Regions from separate parts of the Oryctolagus cuniculus genome. Here region 1 is linked to region 2. Evidence: chromatin contacts called from public Micro-C data. All regions are on one chromosome and are shown on one strand. The core of a region is the stretch at or near the end of the contact, and the rest is flanking DNA. Distances in the headings are between cores, read along the strand shown.

Region 1 (4,854 bases), core at 39-2,538, 300 kb before region 2:
ATCTGAACATGGTGAGTTATGTAAGATAACGGCTTCCATTATAAAGATTCTAGACCCATTCAAGTTAGAACTAGGCTTCAGAGCAATCTTCAGGCTAAGAGGCTCAGTGCATAAAAGATGGACAATTAACTGTTTAGCCTTTAAAGTAAAATTTAGCTGATTTTGAATCTGAGCCTTGTGATTTCCTGACAAACATCTGTTTCCTCAACTATAAAGAGGCATCGCCCTCCTATGATTGCTGTGAAGATTAAGTAAAATAATTTATAAAATGTGCCCAGTTTAATGCCTGCCACACAGTACTCAACATGTTACCTATTTTTATTGTCATTACATAATTTCAGATTTCACTCCCCAAGTAGACTATAAACTACTGAAGGGCAAAGTGTATCTTACACATCGCTGGATCCAAAACAGTGACCTTTAGTGATCAGGACATGATTAATGGAGCATTTTGACTCCTCACACCCCCTTTGGTTAAATTACATGAGGGAGCTTTACGAAGTTTATGGGCAAAGGGAATTTAAAGAGAATGTGAATTTTCCGTGAATTTTTGAAGCTTCCTCGTATGTTAGGATTGCTTTTTAAATCATAACTAGAGAACTCACTGGCACAATATTCATTATGATTTTTTAAAACATAAAACACAGAATGCATATACAAATACATATAAAGTACTCGAGGTATTTTTCTTCATATAGAAGGAAAATTTGTAGGAATTTACAGTTCTCACTTTTTAATAATATCTTCCAATCCACTTCACAGCCTACCTAGCCATTTTAACTGAAAACTACTTATTGAATTTAATTTAATCCATAATTTAATCCCAATTACAGAAAAGGGAAAAGCAGGGCGGGGGAGAGTAGTCTGAATTAGGTTATGAGGCCCCCACCAGCGGGGTACCTCACCTCAGCCATTGAACTCACTTCGCTGGCCGTGAGTCTGTTCCAAGCTCCGGCTAAGGAGGCATCCGCCGGGACCCGGGGCGGGCCCGCGGCATCTCCTGCCCAGTCTGCCCTCGCGCGGAGCCCCGTTCTCTGGGAACTCACCTCCCCGAGACTCAGGGAGAGCCCTGTTAGGGCCGCTACTGGCCCTAGTCTCAGACCTTCCCAAGGGACATGGGGTAGAGTGACGTGACGCACTCAGCTCGTGGCCCCACTGATGAGCTTCCTCCGCCCTATGGGGAGAGGTGGATCCGAACAGACTTTATAAAGCTCCGAAAACCCAAGGCATCTTTCCCTTACGGTAGCTTCCCACAAGACATAGCGACATGCAAATTTCTTGAAGTATGCTTCAGACGCGCTTCTCGCCACAGCGCAAGCGCGCTGTGTGCTGACGCGGGAACGGGCCAGGGCGCGGTTCCCGGGAGCGGGTTGATGACGTTAGATCTCCATGGCGGCGCGGCGGCGGCGGGCGGCTTCCAGCCGCGGCGCTCGAGGTTCGGAGAGCATGCTGGCGGGCGGGAAGTCCGAAGAGGAGCGTGCCCCCTGCTCTGGTCCCTCTCCCCTCGATCTGCACGTGTTCCTGGACTTCTAAGGCTTGATTTTTAGAGTTCAGAAAGGCTTGTGGACCTGTGACAACTGATGTAGTGGCAGCGCTATGAATGAATACCTAACAATCTAATTTTTAAAATCAGTTGTAGCATGCATCATTTGATTTTATGTTCCACTAAAGAAAGGATAAGCGCTTCCAATTAAATCCTGATTCACTATATATCATTCGTCATAAGACATATCCCGATTTCAGAGTCAAATGCAAGTCTTAGAACTGTTGAAATATAGTACTCTATTATGGAGTTTTTAAAAGTCTATTTATTTGAAAGGCAGAATGATGGAAGTAGAGACAGAGAGCTCTTCCATCCCCACCTCCCCAGATGCCTGCAGTAGCCCTGGCGGAAGCCAGGAGCCAGGGACTCCATCTGGTTTACCCAGTGAGAGACAGGATCCCAAGTACTTAGGCCGTGGGCTGCTGCCTCCCAGGCCTCAAAGCAGGCACTCGGCTATGGGATGGGTAGACCCCAAGCGGAGTTTAACTCACCTCTGTGTCAAGAGCTTAAATGCATAAGTCTACCCTGTTGTCATCTTATGGATTTTATGGTTGGGCTAATGGAGGTCAAAATAGATCACGTAACTTCTCTAAGGTTTCCAGCTAGAAGAAGCAGAACTGGGATCCTAGCTAGGCTGAGTGCCTAGAGCAGTCTGCTGTTGCCTCAGGTAGTTTGGGTAGGTATTTGTGGGTGCTGAGGCTGGAGCAAAGCGTGAGTAGACTGAGACTCATGCCTTAGGCTGTGGACTTACAGGTGCCTTGGGGCTTCCTTTTGTTAGGCTGAAATAGCAGTTTATGAAAGACTACTCAGCCTGTTATCAAGAGCTTTGCTGTAGCAGTTGTGTCTGTTTCTTACAAACTTTGTAAACTGACAAAGCCATCTTCAAATCATTTCTTTAAAAGTTTTTTTTTTTTTCACACAGGATCTTTATTTGTTCACTCTCGTTCTTAGCTTCTGTAGCAGTAAATGAAACCAAGAAAGTTAATAATGGCAATTCAGTCACCGAAGACTCTCCCCCTGCCAAGAAAACTCGAAGATGCCAGAAACTAGAGATGAAAAAGGAACCTTCGGCTGAAAAAAAGGCTGATAAGGAGGGGACAGAAGACAAGCAAGGTGGTAAGGCAGACAAGGGCTAGCTAGAATTTCTCTGGGGGAAGTGGGAGTGGTTGTGCGATAATTTGTTCTTTAACTATTATTTCTTCCTTTCTTGAGAGTATAATTAATTTCCCTAGCCTCAGCACATACTATAGCACTTTCCTTAGCTTAGTATAGAAATAAAAAGCCAGGAAACAGTTTGTAAAGAAACAGAAATTTTTATTAGACAGAAAGAAGCTTTTATTTGATTGGCAAGCAGCAGAGGGTGTTTGGTCCAAGAGGGGAGCAGGCGGAGTGCCCGAGCGGGACACTGGCTTTAAGGAAGTGTCCCGGGTTTTTAAGGCATTGCTGTCTGTTCATTGGGTCATTCTGTGGGGTGCCCATTGGACGGGTTTTCACAAACGTATGTTGATTGGTTTAGTGGGGGTCTCCTGGAGACTGTCCGTCGTCTCCTTAGGGGCTCAGCCTCCTCCTCTGCCAGCTCTGGGTGAAAGATTGCCCCCACCCTGAAGGTGTGATTCAAAGCCGCAAGGTCACACATGCCCCACAAGAAGCTGTTAGTGGGGGAGATGCCAGTTGGTCTGGAGACAGGCTTTCCAGCCACAGCTGACAGCCTGCTTGTAAAGGACATTCCACCTACGGCTGAGGGGCCCACAGACCCCAGCCCCACTGGCTGGCCTCAGGACTCTTTTTTTTTTTTTTTTCTTTTTTTTGAGACAGGCAGAGTGCACAGAGAGAGAGCGACAGAGAGAAAGGTCTTCCTTTGCTTTTGGTTCACCCTCCAATGGCCGCCACAGCTGGCGTGCTGCGGCTGTTGCACCACACTGATTCAAAGCCAGGAGCCAGGTACTTATCCTGGTCTCCCATGGGGTGCAGGGCCCAAGCACTTGGGCCATCCTCCACTGCACTCCCTAGCCACAGCAGAGAGCTGGCCTGGAAGAGGGGCAACTGGGACAGAAGCCGGCGCCCCGACCGGGACTAGAACCCGGTGTGCCGGCGCCGCAGGCAGAGGATTAGCCTACAGAGCCGCGGCGCCGGCTGGCCTTATCTATTTTTTAGCTTAATTTTTTGAGATAACATCTTTAATTTACAGTAGTCAAAGGCTTAATGCTCTACTAACTAAAGAATTCAGCAAATAAAAAGTAAAAATCTGCGTCTTAGTCTTCATTTTCATGTATTTGAAATGGATTGGAATCTAGGCAGAAGACTAGAAGTGTCTGGGAAGGGCAAAGTTAATTCTGACAGATTTCTGCCCAACAGTGACAGCTACTTTTGATTCCCATACACATCCATGTCTTTCCTCAGAATCTGTGAAGGCCTTGCTGATAAAGGGCAAAGCTCCTGTGGACCCGGAGTGCACAGCCAAAGTGGGAAAGGTAACTGGAACCAATCCCCAGTCAATGGAACTCTTAGAAAGCAGTGTTCCTTTGTTAGAATTCCTGCCTGGGATGTATTCGTTTTAGGAATCCCAGATTTCACTAGTGATAACTTTCTCCAAGGCTGAAAGATAGAAGTGGTAGGGTTTGGGATTAATAACATAAGGGTTTTAACACGGTTGCCTTTTGGAGTAGCCATTAGCCTTTCATACCTCATCGTCTTCTACCAGAAAATGGTGTCATTATTAAGAGAGAACCATCTTCGTGTTCAAATGAGAAACTGCCCTGTAATGGCATGAGTTACTGATGAATGTGGAAAGAAGTTTATTTTGATAAAAAAAAGACTTTGAAATCCATTCATAATTTTTTCATAATATGCACTTTTCATGAACTTTTTAAAGACCCTTCATATACCCATAGCTTTCAAAATAAACTTAATTTTGAATTCCATTTTCCACTAACTTTTTGAAGTACCCTCATATATTTGCCTTTCTTTCCCTGGCAGGTAGGTTCCATGGAAAGTGACACCTGGAGGCACAAGAAAAACATAGCGCCTCACTTTGAATGTCAGGGCTGAGACCATACTGATCTCGTCTTTTTCCTCTCCAGGCTCACGTGTATAGTGAAGGAAATGAGGTCTATGATGTCATGCTGAATCAGGTATGAGGGAGCCATTCTGTTGACCACCAGAGTTTCTTGATGTTTACTGCTGCTAGTATCTCAGTGCCCAGATCTTTAATCATTTAATTAAGGCCTTTAATTAAGTCCATTATATTAGCCACTACAGGGTAAACTCCTGAGTACTCAGCCCTGGCATTCTGTACCTGCTCTGTGAGAAGC
Region 2 (4,865 bases), core at 1,619-4,118:
TGCGGAGGCTCGTTCCTCTATGCCGGTTTCTGTTCTCAGTTTTCTCTAGCTGAAGTGGGAGAGGGGACCGGGGCTCACATTTCTCCCATCTTCCCAGAGCCTCCGTCCCTTGGCTCCGTGTTGCGCCATTCCCAGGAAGCTCAGAAATAGCCTACAACCGGAATTCTAGTCCAGGGGAAAGGAGTGGAATGAAATTCGAGTTTTGTTCACTTTTTGCCGTCCGACACGTAGTGAAGGCCCAGAGAGATCCTTTTTCTAAGAAAGGAAGAATGGTTCCCTACACGAGGCCCTATAGCTCAGGGGTTAGAGCACTGGTCTTGTAAACCAGGGGTCGCGAGTTCAAATCTCGCTGGGGCCTATCGACCTCCGGAGTTATTTTAGAAAATTTCCACTTCTCGACACCCTTAATTAAACTCCTGAAAGAGACAAATCAGAGCTTCTCGCTGCCCTCTAGTCCTTGCGAAAAAACGACTGGTGGGCAGAAACCTGCTTCTTTTTAGGTTCCGGGGCGAGTGCGCAAGCGCCGCCCTGCCCCCTGGAACGTGGCGGAGTCCATTACAGGCTGAGGGAAGCTGCTCCCTCGCCGTGCGCGCCCGAGGCCGCAGCCCGATGGCTGCCAGAACCGGTGCTCGGAACTAGTGGCGCCGGTGCGGGGGACGAGGGCGGCCAGAGGCAGGGACGCGACCGAACCCTCGAGCGCCGGTTCTGGGAACGACTCCTCGAAGGGGAAGAGCCGGTGACGGCCCTGGGGTCAGGCGTCCCGGAGGCGTGCGCCATCCTGCAAGATTTCCTTCTTCCGTGTCTCAGCGGAGAAAGCGTGGGGGCCCGCACTTGGGGGGCGAGGCTTGTGTCACTAAATTTGATACTGACTCGAAGAAGCTGCGGCCTCCTCCGTGAATAACCTAACACTGTTTTCCCCCCAATGTGACTGCTCACAGAAACGCTGAGTTTACCGCACGGGCAGCGTCTTCCACGTCCTCTCCGCCGCCCCAGTCTGAGGAGGCCTCGGGGAACGAGGGGCGCAGGGGGCCGAGGCCCGCGCGCCGTGAGGCAGCCGCGCGCCCCGGGCGAGGAAGCGAGAGGAGCGCGCGGCCGCAGCCGAGCCCGCCGCGCCCCCGGGGCGGTCACGCGGACGGAACGGTGCAGCCCAGCGCCCCGCAGGGCCGACAGCCCCAGGAGGGCCTGAGGATGTGCCGCAAGCACCGGCCACAGGGCTGCCTGTGTGGGGCCCACGCGCTGGTTCAGCCAGGAAGCGCCGCAGGGAGGCAGCCGCGGACACGGGGCTCACAGCGCGGGCCGCCGTGCAGAAACGGGGATCCTGGCGTGCGCGTCCGATGAGCGATATCCTGAATAGGGGCTTCCGGAAACGGGCCTCGTGCGCTCCCTTCGATAGCTCAGCTGGTAGAGCGGAGGACTGTAGCGCTTCCCTGTGGAGTCATCCTTAGGTCGCTGGTTCGATTCCGGCTCGAAGGAAGAGCTGCTGTTTTGGGGTTCGCAGCTTTCAACAGTTCCGCTCTGTGCTCCCGCGACGGTTCTCTGCTCTGATTCCGATCTGAAATCACTCACCCGGCCTTGGATGAATATTGCATACAGCTCGGAGTACCTCAGTTTCGTGTCCACCCCTGGGGAGAGTGTGCAGTGGGTTCTTCTGGCCATTTCGAGAGGTTCTGAGCTTCTTTACGGAACCCGTGGTTTTCTTTTTGGCTTCTAGTTGATCCAAGGCTGCTGCCTCAAGCTTAAAAGTCAGAGAGCAAAGTCTCTCAATTGGAACTGAACCGTGAGTGGGTGCGGCCTGTGGCCTGCGGGACCCTGATGTGCAGAACACCCCCATCCCCCACCCCGTGTCCCTCGGCCCCAGTGACTGCCCGGCCCTGCACGCGCACACACATCCATCCAGGAAGCGGCGCTTTTAGCTTTTGTAGGCAACTATACATAGAGAGTGAGATTTGACGCGAATTGGGATGAAACTGCGAGAGCCTGGGTTCTGGAGGGAAGAAACAATTTGATGCAACGATGCGGAGAGAAAAACGGAATCCTGTTCCGGGCACCTGCGAGGGGCCCACAGTATCCGAACAGGCCCCAACCTGCTCACCTCCAACCTGTTTGCGCACCCCGAGCGGGCTCCGGCTCCCGGCAGCCTCGCCCGTCGTAGTAGGCGGGCACGGACACGTCCCGCGCGTCCCTCCTGGGGTCGGGACCCCACGGCCGTTCCACGGAGCTCCACACGTGTCTCCACGCGCCCCAGCGGGGTCCGCGGAGCTCAGCCGCGGCCTGAGAGCGGAGAGGCTGCCCCGCCTCAGCGCACCCTGCCTCTGGAGGGGTCTGGCGCGAGGGGGGAGAAGAAGCCAGGGCACTCGGTAAAACGGCAAGAATGGAAAAGGAAAAGTTACCGCTGGAGTAGCCTGGCGGCCAATAACTGTGCCGAAAAGCGCAATTCAGTCGAGAAAAAGCGCGTGTTTTTCGCCGTGGCTCGTTGGTCTAGGGGTATGATTCTCGCTTTGGGTGCGAGAGGTCCCGGGTTCAAATCCCGGACGAGCCCTTCAGGCATTCTTTTAACTTTAAAAAATTTTTCCCTCTCTTTGGCCATTGCTTGGAAAAAGTTAAGTTCGCTACAGTTCTCATGTTCCGATTGTCCCGCAGAAAGTAGCATTGACCAGCGCTGGGACGGAACCGGCTGGGTTTCGGGCGCCGCCCGCCAGCGCTAAGGGAAACAGGGACCACTTCCAGCCCCTGTATCCCCCGGTGGCTGGGTCAGGAGCGCGCAGCCCCGGGCTCGTCCCAGGCCTGGGCGGGGATCCGCCCGCTGCTGTGGGGCGGGGGCTCGCGACGCGGATCCAGGCGGGAGGGGCCTCCAGAGGAAAGCTGGGCGCGGTCCCGAAGACCGAGGCTCGCCCGCGCATCCTCCGCCCTCCCCGAACCCCACCCGGGTCGGTGTCCGCGAGCGCCCCGACGCCACGCACACACACAGCAGGACTGCGGCGCCCCATCGTCGTGCAAGGGAGCAAGCAGAGGTGAGAAACACACTTTCCTTTGCCCTGTCCGGCGCGCTTCTGCCGCCCTGTCCCGAGGCCTGGGTTCCCGCTGCTGCTGCTCCTTCGTGGTGGCCTGGCCGGGGGCGCCGGGGGAGCCCCTTCCTCGCACGAGGGGCGGTGTGTGGCCCTAGGGGAGCGGCTGAGGGGCCGGTGTGGAGGAGCCCACGGACGGGGAGGGAGGAAAAGTTGCGTCCTTGCTCGCGTTCGCGATTCTGCGTTCCCGCCTCGTTGTTCCGGTTGTGCAGCCAGGCGGAGATGCCGGTGTGGATACCCAGAGGGAGCCCACGGAATTGGCCAACCCAAGGGTGGCCTGCACTTGCTCAAAACTAAGGAAACCTTCGGTACCAGGTCGATCGCCAGAATTGTGAAGCAGGGCTTTTGTCCAGGTTTTTGTTTTTGTAGTTGGCAAGCGTCGCTGACATCTGGGAACTGGTGTTTTCGTTTTCTCGTGGTTCCCCGCCCTTAACCCATCCTCTCAGCCAGTGTTGCGAAATTCCTGGAGACACTGGCCAACTTTCTCCTCTCCGAGCCTAATTGGAATCCCCTGGTTATTTGCTCTGAAACGGAACATGAACCGCAACAGCGCTTGGATAAAACAAGGCATCTTTATTTAGGAGGGACTGTAAAACCAATGTCAGCACCATCCTGGGGGCTGGCGAGATCTCAGTGAGCCGTATCCCCCCTCCGTGACAGCACGAAACCTGTGGTCAAGCCATAGCAGTATTCACTAGCAACCCAAGCGAGCGGCCCACCTTATAGAAGCAGCCTCAGCTATTCAGATGAGAACTAGCGGGTAGGCAACCTCTGGTATCCAAAGACCACTTACCTGCTCAGCTGCTAACTCGTCAGTGCAGAAGTATAATTTGGTCACAGATACTTTAATTCAAGCAACTCTCTTAAGGATAGAAAGGGGAGCAACATATTTTTGGAACTTACGGAAATATTTAGTGTGGGTTTCCTTTCACCACTGACTTTCAGGGGCACCTGAAAAAAGTTTTGCTTTTCTAGAAATTACCAAAAAAAAAAAAAAGAATAAAAAGTTGTGTGGTGCATTGGAAACCTTATAGTCCCAGGAATGGGATGGTGTCAGAGATTTGTTATGTAACTCTTACATAAAAGAAGCTAAAAGCAAGTAGGCTTGCTGAATTGTCGTTGGAAGCATTTGCCAATGGGACTGAAGTTAACGTAGATGGACCAAAAAGTGGACCATTGCAGACCTTTGAAACTGTTCTTTAGGAGTTTTCACTTAATCTGTATTTCAGCAAATTGCAATCTCTGTAAACAGAATGCCTTAAAACACTTGGTAAGGGAATGTACACAAAACACAGAGTTTGTTGAAAGGTGAATGTTTAATTTTTGTCTTTGGAAATAGAGTTGTGTCAGGAGGACTCTGTTCACATTCTCACTCAGTCAATAGTGTCCTCACTTCCTGGAGGTGTGACCCTTCTTTTCATGGGAGCTTTTCCTCCTTTAACCATTACTTTTGTCACTGGATAAGTTTCATGCTTATAGACCTAAAAATATTCACATTATAAAGGACTTTAAAGGTGATCTGGTCCGTACCTTCCTTCATCAAATTTTATAATTAGTCCTCGGACAGAAATATTGCATGTATACTCTGTCTGAAGGGGGACTATATTTTCCCTAGACTCCTTGGAAGTAGAGTCCCCTGCCTTCTATGTCCATGTGCAGGAACACTCCTGGCTTGAGGGAGAGACATAGGAAAAAAATCTAGGAAAAGGGAAATGACTTTCAAGTTCAAGTTGTCAGAGCAGTTGAAAAACAGGAGTTTTTTTTTTTTTTTAACTTGGCAGTTGTTTTACATGTACTAAA

The links. Hi-C and Micro-C count contacts between places; a contact is called where the count stands out from the background.
Region 1: a contact with region 2 is called in a Micro-C map of ear pinna, with 8 times the contacts expected there. The contact joins the promoter of PARP2 here to the promoter of RNASE4 in region 2. A contact is called at or near these places in 5 of 6 Hi-C or Micro-C datasets (ear pinna, embryonic fibroblasts, psoas muscle and 2 more).

The regions. Positions count from the first base shown.
Region 1 is chr12:54,403,927-54,408,780 of mOryCun1.1, reverse strand. It overlaps PARP2 (poly(ADP-ribose) polymerase 2), which reads left to right and starts at 1,288. Exons shown (of 16, transcript XM_070053948.1): 1 at 1,288-1,435; 2 at 2,495-2,656; 3 at 3,944-4,014; 4 at 4,624-4,674. The coding sequence starts at 1,390.
Region 2 is chr12:54,100,829-54,105,693 of mOryCun1.1, reverse strand. RNASE4 (ribonuclease A family member 4) reads left to right here and starts at 2,868. Exons shown (of 2, transcript XM_002718039.5): 1 at 2,868-3,011. ANG (angiogenin) reads left to right here and starts at 2,879. Exons shown (of 2, transcript XM_008269305.4): 1 at 2,879-3,011. TRNAP-UGG (transfer RNA proline (anticodon UGG)) reads left to right here and starts at 2,468; the gene lies at 2,468-2,539. It overlaps TRNAY-GUA (transfer RNA tyrosine (anticodon GUA)), which reads left to right and starts at 1,384; the gene lies at 1,384-1,473. It also overlaps TRNAT-UGU.